Linked DNA regions of Arachis hypogaea: region 2 is linked to region 1. The links are chromatin contacts, called in public Hi-C maps. All regions are on one chromosome and are shown on one strand. The core of a region is the stretch at or near the end of the contact, and the rest is flanking DNA. Distances in the headings are between cores, read along the strand shown. Region 1 has its middle 14 kb from the start of LOC112796451. Region 2 holds the start of LOC112796453.

Evidence for each region. A called contact is a pair of places that touch in the nucleus more often than the background predicts.
Region 2: a Hi-C map of leaf shows a contact between it and region 1, with 4 times the contacts expected there. The contact joins the promoter of LOC112796453 here to the enhancer-like site in region 1. A contact is called at or near these places in 4 of 8 Hi-C or Micro-C datasets (leaf and an unstated tissue).

Annotation. Positions count from the first base shown.
Region 1 is chr4:19,748,968-19,753,626 of arahy.Tifrunner.gnm2.J5K5, reverse strand. No RefSeq gene overlaps it. Among protein-coding and RNA genes, the nearest start is that of LOC112796451, 14 kb to the right of the region's middle. Within about 2 kb of position 3,121, at least 2 of the 3 cell types and tissues checked have open chromatin away from gene starts, as enhancers often do.
Region 2 is chr4:19,912,280-19,916,631 of arahy.Tifrunner.gnm2.J5K5, reverse strand. It overlaps LOC112796453, which reads right to left and starts at 2,543. Exons shown (of 5, transcript XM_025838911.3): 1 at 2,170-2,543; 2 at 1,885-2,039; 3 at 438-502; 4 at 235-345; 5 at 1-157. The coding sequence starts at 2,279. The coding sequence ends at 107.

The DNA.
Region 1 (4,659 bases), core at 1,872-4,371:
CCCTCATTGTTCATGGATGTCCAAAGATCAAAGTTAAGCAAATCCTATTTGGAATGGAAACTAAAATTTTTTTAAGCTCGCACATTCTCTCTTGTAAGCTTTCACTATGTCAACCTTAACTGTATTCCTAGGAGGAAATTTTAAAGTTGGACTTATACATTTCACCCAATTTCTAAACGTCCTATCATCAATCATATTGAATAGCTTGTCCCCAGCAACTACATAAGAAACAAATATATCTCTAGAAACTCCTGAATCAATCTTAAGTGAACCCATTTTATTTTGCATTTTTGCTATAGTTTGACCAATATCTTCATGCTTAATTTGAGTATAGCTATCAAGATGTCGTTTTAGAGAAGATGTGCTTTATCGCTTACCACTAGCTTTAAACACCTTCTTGCATCGTTTACACTCAGAACATTCTACTCCATCCTTATCTGGACCGATTTTTTTGAAGAAGTTTCATACATCAGATGTTGCTAGTCTGATCCTTTTCGAACTAGGTGCATCAACCTCGACCTAAGACTCAAAACCAACTCCAGCAGCAGCAATGTTACTCACAGTTTTAGAATTCATTTTTTCCGAAATAACTACAAATGTTAAAACAAATATTATACAATCTGACTTAGTCAAACCATAATCAAGCAAAACAAAACACCGCAAACAAAAAAATTTGCATCAGATTTTAGATTTGTCAAAATAGTAAAATTCAATCAAAGCAAACAAACCAAACTTATCTAAATCTCTTATCTGATACAAACCTAAACTTATGCTAATGTTTAATTTAGTCATGCACATTATTTTGTAAATATAAGTGAGATAGAAAAGGATAAAAAATTCAAAACATTAAGAAAACCAACCAACATTCCAGATTAACAATGGCGACGACCAAGACCGAAGAGGCGAGGAGAAGCAGCTTTGGCCAGACGGCAGACCCAGAGATAACAGAGGAGCAGCGCCGATGGCCAAGAGCCCAAAACCGACGAGCAGCAGCGACGATGGCTAGACGAAGTAGTGGCAGTGGCAAATACCCAGGAGGACAGATCAAGGTACAGTGGCGAGTCAGCAAGACAACTATGATAGGAGTAGCCGAGGACGAGGAGCGGTGGGACGGTGGTGCCAGACTGCCAGGTGCGAGACTGCGAACTCAGAGCCTGACGATGAGATGGCAGCGAGACGGCGTGACTCGTGAGCGTGAATGTGAGTGGACAGCAACGGGCCAACAGTGTCGGTGATAGCTACGACAACGGTGCCGAATAGGGACGCCAAATGCAGTAGGGTTGGGAGCGGCTAAGACCTAGGGCCTGTGGCTGTGTGTGGATAGTGTGGTCACTAGTGGTATACTGCATTGGTGTGAGTGTGTTGTGTTATGTCCGAGTTTCAGAGAGTGAGCGGAATTAGGGTAGAGTTTCTTTTGGGTCGGGTTGTGCTTTTGTTTTTTTCAAGAATTTGAAAAAGAAAACGCCCCTGACAAAAAAAATGTTGGGCTCGCCGAAGAAACCCGCTCTACCTGCCGAAACCCACCAAAGTCCATGGTTTAGGCAATGCGGGTTAGACGAGCTTTTTAGGTATGGTGATTTCAAATTTTTAGTTTAACTCGCTTTTTTGGTAAGTTATACGGGTTGGACCGGCGAATTTTAACATGCTTATTATCTTTGCTGCCTATTTTGTTATTCTGATAATAATATATTAGAAAATAGAGCAAGTAGAAAAAAAAAGAAAGAGATAAAAGAAGAGAAAGAGTGAAAAAAAAGTTTCTAGTTTTGAAAAAAATTTATTTTAATTATAATAAAAAAATAATATGTGACATATTTTAATTATAAAATTAATAATATATAAAAAAAATAATTAAGCATGCATCATGATCCTTGCCAGCTACACCAATTCTCTACTTAAAGAGGAGGAAGAAATAAGGCAAATCATGTGGACTGTGGAACACTTCCACACAAACATTTTATATTTTTTCTTAAAAAAAATTAACAAACAAAAAGTGGACAAAATCATTGGTTGGCTTGTCCTATAGGTCCAAATACTAAGACGAAGAGGGGAGAGCTTTTCCTTTGTCATCACTCATCACTCGTCAGTCCCACATATCTCATTTATGAGTGTTTTGGTTTGTTGATTTGGTGCTGCCAATTCACAATCACTCCCTTTCAGTCCTAAATAATTATTTATTTAAATAAACTACTATGTTAAAAAGATAATATTTAGTTTTGTACTATTTTGTCTGAATATATAATTATTTGGGACCAAAAGATAATAATTAAAGAAAAAACTTGTAGATGATCATGCTCACTATTGTATGCAAAAAAAATATACTCTTTCTGTTTTTTAGATTAGTACCAACTTGTGACTTTTCATTTGGACTTGAGAAATTTTTTTTTAAAAGATATTAGAGTTATAAAGATTATAAAATTATCTTTGAAAAATAGGAGTCTTACTAAAAAGAAAAATAGTAATATTACATTAATTTGTTAAGTAAATACCTATTTGTAAAAGAATAAAATTTCAGAAATTAGACATTTATTCGAAATCGGAATGATTCCTTTAATTGGTGATACAACATTGTAGTCGATCAAGTAATTCAAGATGACAAAGAAGCACAACGAAAGGAGGTTATAAACTTATATATAGTGTGTGCATTATTGTAGATGAGAGGTTTGATTTGATCTATAAAGTTTGCACACTTTTGTAAAATTGTCGTGTTTATATGTCGAATATATATTAGATATGATATTTGTTCAACATACATATTTTCTATGTCTAATTATGTTTTAATAAAAAAAATTAAATATATTTAAATATTATTATTTGTCAATGTATTTAATTTTATTTTTAATATATATTTTTAAAATAAATTTAAAAATAATATATGTTATTATTTATCAAAAAATATTTTAAAATTTTTATATCATTAAAAATAATTAAAAATTAATTTATATTATAAATTATTCAAAAAATAATTTATATTTTATAATATATTTTTATGTCTTATCAAAATTTAAAATTGGTAAGTCACCAAAAAAAAAAATTAAAATTGGTAGGTTGATATAAGTTCCATGTCCATGTTAGTCTCTGTGCATTATAGGGTCTGATGCATGAATGATGAATGTAGTAAAAAGGTGCAACAATCAAATCCAATGAGCTCATGCTCATCAGTGGAAAGAATAAAAAATTAAAAATAAACAAAAGATACAGCCTTTAGTGTTGTTGGAATATGACACATTGACTAACTGCCCCACTATCAGACAAGGATGTGGGGGTATAGCTCTGTGGGTCCATGCTGGGAAACCAAAATTTTGCTTCCAGACTTCTACAATTTAAAATTAAGAAAGAAAAAAAACTTAAATTAGAGGTATAATTAACTCATCCGAACTGTTAAACAAGTATCGGTTTAAATCTTATCTTATATATATTAGTTTATTGGTTAATAATATAAAAAAAATTACTTATTTGCAAACAAATATGTTGTACCTAACTTGTTTATCAAATGTGAAGGAAACTAATATATATGAAAACCAAATAATTAATTTGGAAGGAATTTCGTCCTCTCTTGGTTTGTAGGAGAGTTAATCCAAAATTTGTTTGAAACATTGGGATTTTTTAGTGCATTTTCATTAAACTACTTATTTTAAAAATTTAAAATAATTCTTAAAAATACATAAATAATTATATCTTTTAACACGTATATATTAACATGCACAGTAATTACATTTAGCAATTTAGTTTGTCATTCTCTAAACGTGACGGGACAAATAACCAAGGAACCTTGGGAGTTTATTCTCGAAACCAAATTTTCCATTCTCAGCTACCATAGTGGATCATGCCCAACTTCCTTTCTCAGTCTTACGAAACGTGGAATCCAACACCTAGATCTAATTTTTTAGCCCCTTAAGTTATAATTCACAATTGACTTGAATATGATGAATACACCTGAGGAACTTGACTATAATAGCAGGGAAGTTGTGTAGCTAATTAATGATAAATGCTTGTTCGACGTTGATATCATGGTACCAATAAACTCTAAACCCTATACCGTAACTTTAATAAATAATAACACCCACCCGCTCTAGTACTCAGTTTTTGGTAAATGAGGCCCAACTTTGATATTTAAATATATAAGCCATTTATTTTCACCTTTAAGTTTTCTTAGGTTTAGTTTGATAAAATTTTTATTTTTTAAAAATAATTTATAAAAATTAATTTTTAAAAGAGTTTTTTAAAAATGATAGCATTTATGTTTGTTAAATCAAATTAAAAATAGTTTTTAATAAACACAAACAATAATTACATTTGGTAAAATAATTTTTAAAATTTAAAAATACTATGATAGACATAAATGCAAGTATTAAACTTAAAAATTAGTTAACATACGAGATTATATTAGATTTTTAAATTTTAAAAAGCACAAGACAAATTTAAAAAACTCTATCTTAGGTACTTTTAAAAGTATTCCTATCTTTTAAAAGTTGTAAGTACAAGTACATGGTCTTTTTGATTTACTAAACACAAAATGAGAAACTTGAGTTTTTAAAAAACATAAACATCTCTTCCAAAAGTTTTACCAAACCAAGCTTTAGTTGTGTAATTGATACTCACTTTTCTATGTTCAAAATGACAATACTAGTAGCCATAATAATGATTGCATAAAATGATAAC
Region 2 (4,352 bases), core at 1,294-3,793, 160 kb before region 1:
GAAGAGCCCCCCCCCCCCCCCCCCTTCTCCTCTTTTCTGTCTTCTTCCTATGAAACAATTTCTCTTCACTCCTTGTTATTATAAAAATCTAGCAGAACAAAACTAATCAGAATTTTTTTGGCTTTTTCACCACAGCACATCCAGGGTCCTCAGCACCCTGCAGAACAACAAACCTTGTTACTTATTTTAACAAATCCGATACAAATAACAAAATAACAATAAGTAGTAAATGACCTTTCGTTTTTTCTTTTTCTTTTTCTGTTTGTCTTTCTTCTTCGCCTTCTTCTTCATCTTCTTGTGTTCCTTTACCTTGGAAATCTCATTCTGTTCTTCATCACTAGAATCCTGTCCAGATTAGACATGAATGTGTATAGAAGGCTGAGGGAGATATATTAACAGACATCCAGAACTATGAATGGTAATGAAGAATCAAGAACCTTTGAATCAGAGTCACCAAAGGAGTCCACATGTCGAACAATTCTTTCGGGATTAGAAGTACCACCTGAAGATGAAAAGGTTCATTAAAGATCACAACTTATGAGTATCATGCAAATTCACTTTAATGCAGTGTCCAACACAAAGCTAGTGTTTTGCATTTTTAAAACTTAATAAGCGAAAATAGAGACATAAGAGAAGATGCACATAAGTTACAAACTGTGAAGTGGTAAGCTCAGGGATACACAGATATGCTGCTGAATATAGTACAAGATTACAAAAGATTTCCTGAACATTAATATAGACACTTATAGAAATCATGGTAACTAGTGACTTCCCCCATTGCAGTAAAGTGAAAGTATTGGTCATGTCCCACAGGATATAATTAGCATGTGATCACCCATTGGCTCCTCCCCTCAAAGCCCCTCGGACATTGTGAGGATCCTTGTGCCGCCCTCTGCAAAGACAACTTCAGGCGCACTAATGCACAGGGGAATAGATCCTCCCTGTTGCTGGAAAAAACTAACAGTCAATTGCACCAATTTGAGCCATTCATTCACAATCAATTGTTGGGATAAAAAATTAGTTTTCCAACACCATTTTACTCTCATGCTCAGAACATTTCGTTTTTCCTGCATCCCCACTTCTTTCACTTCCTTCTCAACTACTAACCAATCCTGCAACACCTCTTTTCAAGACGTTTGATGCCGCTGGCTTATGAGAGGACCACGGCTTCCACCTACGTGACTATGACAAGGATGCTAAAGTTGATGGTTGACGCAACTAGCACGTGGTTTGACAAGGGAGTTGTGTGGAACAATTTGAGATTTGAATTTTCATTGAATTCCTCAACATCAGGTTCTTCTTCTAAAAATTAAAAAAAGAAGAGGTCGATTGGACAATGGTGAAGGCTTGGGGAAGAGGTAGTGGGAGTCTTATGTTTTCAATTAAAAAAAAAAAATCATGAGGGAGAAACTAAGTGTCACTGAGAGTGGCTAGGATTAACCTGGAGCTTTTGATACCAGGTTAACATAAGACGCACCCATATTAGTATCAGTATATTACTAACAACCATCAAAAACCAGCAATATGAATTGTGAATCATAAACCAACTAAAAGGAAACCATATAATTATAAGCAACTACTAATGGCAATAGATAAATCATATAAATTTACCATGTCAAGCAAGTAAAACACCTACAATAATCACAAAGTAAAACCACGCATTTGTAGGCAAATAATTGCAGCAATGAAATTAAAGCGGAACTACTGACAGATGCAGGTTTTCATGTCCATAAAAACACCAATGAGACCAAAAGGACGTTTTCATAGGGCGGTTTTGATATAAAAAAAAAAATGGGGAAGAAATTTTCATAAACCAAAATAAATTACAGGAAGAAAATAAAAGGAAAATGAGTTGCATTGTAAGTGTTATTGACTTATTGTTACTTGCATAGACGGTCCTTTTGGCGTTATTGACAGCAAGTTCAAGCAAATCAGGGTTCATGGAAGCCAATCCATTAGGCTCCTTCAGCTTCCGCTCCAGAAACTTCGCCAATGCCGCAGCTTTATTAGTCGCCAATGGTCCACCGGGATGTGCCAACCTATAAACGGAATCAAAGAATTTTCGCATAAGACCAAATAAAATTGATTCAATGATATCGAAACTTGAAGAGAATATGGATTAATTTTAAGTGTTGAATTTTGAATATGAGCCCTAAAAAAGAGAAGAACCTGGGTTGGGAGTGGGAACTGGAGCGAGGAAGAGAAGGGAGAGGGGCGAATTTGCTTCCGCGAAGTGCGCGTCTTTCGTCTTCTGTCAGAGATTCAATTTCTTTCGCCATCTTCTGCTTGGGAAATTGAGTTTTCGGGGAAAAATCTCCGTCGCGTGGGGCGGGGTTCCCCTTTCAGCGGTTTTTGTCGCTTCTTCAACTCGGTGAGTTTGTGACGCCGCCCGTTAGTTTTAAATTCAATTTAATATATACTACCTGGAAAAATGTTTTTCTTCCCCCATTTTTTGAGATTAATAATTGGTTTTTTTTTTCTCTTCTTTTCTTTCGTCCAAATTCAAAACCAGACCTTTGCTCTATCTCAAATTGATATTCTCGCTTGATTAAAAAATATTGAAATTATTTTTTTTTAAAGTAAGGATTTTATTTTTGATCGAATAAATTGGAAAACTAATCACATATGTATTATTTAATAGGACTCTCATACAAAAAATACTAATCTATAAATTTTACACTTAAATAATTCTATATAAATGAATAAAGCTTATATTTTAATTATTGATATTTATTTTGAGGTGTTTATTTATATTGATGAGATTTATTGAGTCTAGAATGATGAGGATTAAAGAGTTCTAAAGACACGTTTGAACCGTAATTGGATGTATCTGTAAAAAATTCTAATGTCAAAATCAACAAATTTAGGAATAAAATAGATGTAACTTAAAGAATTGATGAAAATTACTCGATTAAAGTAGATATTTATAAAAGAGATGAAAGTTGTTAATCTCTTTGGGTAAATTCCTCATTAGTAGATTGTACAATGATGACCATTTTTGTTGGCGTGGTTGAAAAAGTTTAAGAGATTAAATTCTACTTATTGTGCGTAATTCTCTTTTAAGGATAGAGTTACTTGTATGCTCTTTAAATTGAATTTTTTTTTTTTTGTCAAGACTTAGAACCAAGGACTTGCCCAAACAAAACAAAAATCGAAATCGAACCACTACCTGACCCGATTCACTATCAAAACTCCATCATTGATGCTTGTCTTCTCCTGCTCCTTCAAGGTGAAAAAATGTGCGAATCTTCCTTCCTCCCTGGCAATGGCACTGCTGTCGTTGACTCTGTTACAGTCAGTCCTGTCACCGCCGATGCCTCCGTATCCACTGACGTCCTTGCTTCCGCCACTACGACCTCCAAAGTTGACCTTTCATCTCTGCTTCACTTTTGTCCTTTGTAGTTCCTCTCTACTAGGCACGAGATGAAGATGCAACTGGTTCTTCTGAATTGGTGGGAACTTTGAAACTACTATAACCGATGAACTCTGAATTGGTGAGAATTCTGAAACCACTATTAAAGCATTTCTCATTCCATGTGCTTCAGCAGCCAAGCTAGATGTGGTTTTGAATTTGGTAAAACTTCTCGTTAGAATATTTTCAAAAGAATCCCAAACCACTATCGGTGATACCCCTACTGCATCATCCTTCTTATACGTGGCATCAGTGTTTGCCTTTTGCCATAGACTTGGTGGTGGTCTCTAGGTAATTCTCCCACTGTTACTTTGATTTATATTTGCTGGCTATCTATTATTATCTTCCTTCATGTTGGCTTTTTTTAAATCTGTTTTTGAGATAACTGCTTTCATGATGGTAGCTATTGGATTTATCACTATAAGAAAAACGCTGAATATCGTCGGATCTAGCGTCGGAGGTTAGCGGCGGGTCTACTAACAGATTTACTGGAAGATTTGGCAATAAATTCGTCGGGTAAAAATGTTACTGTCAAATTCAATTTTTCGACGGGTAATTTCCTAGTAATAATTGTATGAAAAAAAACTGGCGCGATCATTACCGTCGGATTCAGGGGCGAAAAATCCGACGGTAAGGTAATTAAATGAAACGCAACGTTTTGTGTAAAACCCGGTTAATTAACGGCTAATTAACCCATAAATGAGAATTTATTCTAGAAAGCCCAAAATGTGATTTTTATGGCTAAATGTGATAGAGGAGATTGAGACGAGAATTTCGGTACCAATTTTATAGAATTCGGACCAAGATTGGACCGAACGGGCCAAACCGGGCCAACCGGACCCAAAGTGGGCCCTTGGCCCAACATAACTAGACCAAAACCCTAGTTTTCAGCATTCTCTCTCCTTACTAAACACACTCACATGCTGAAAATGGAGGCCAT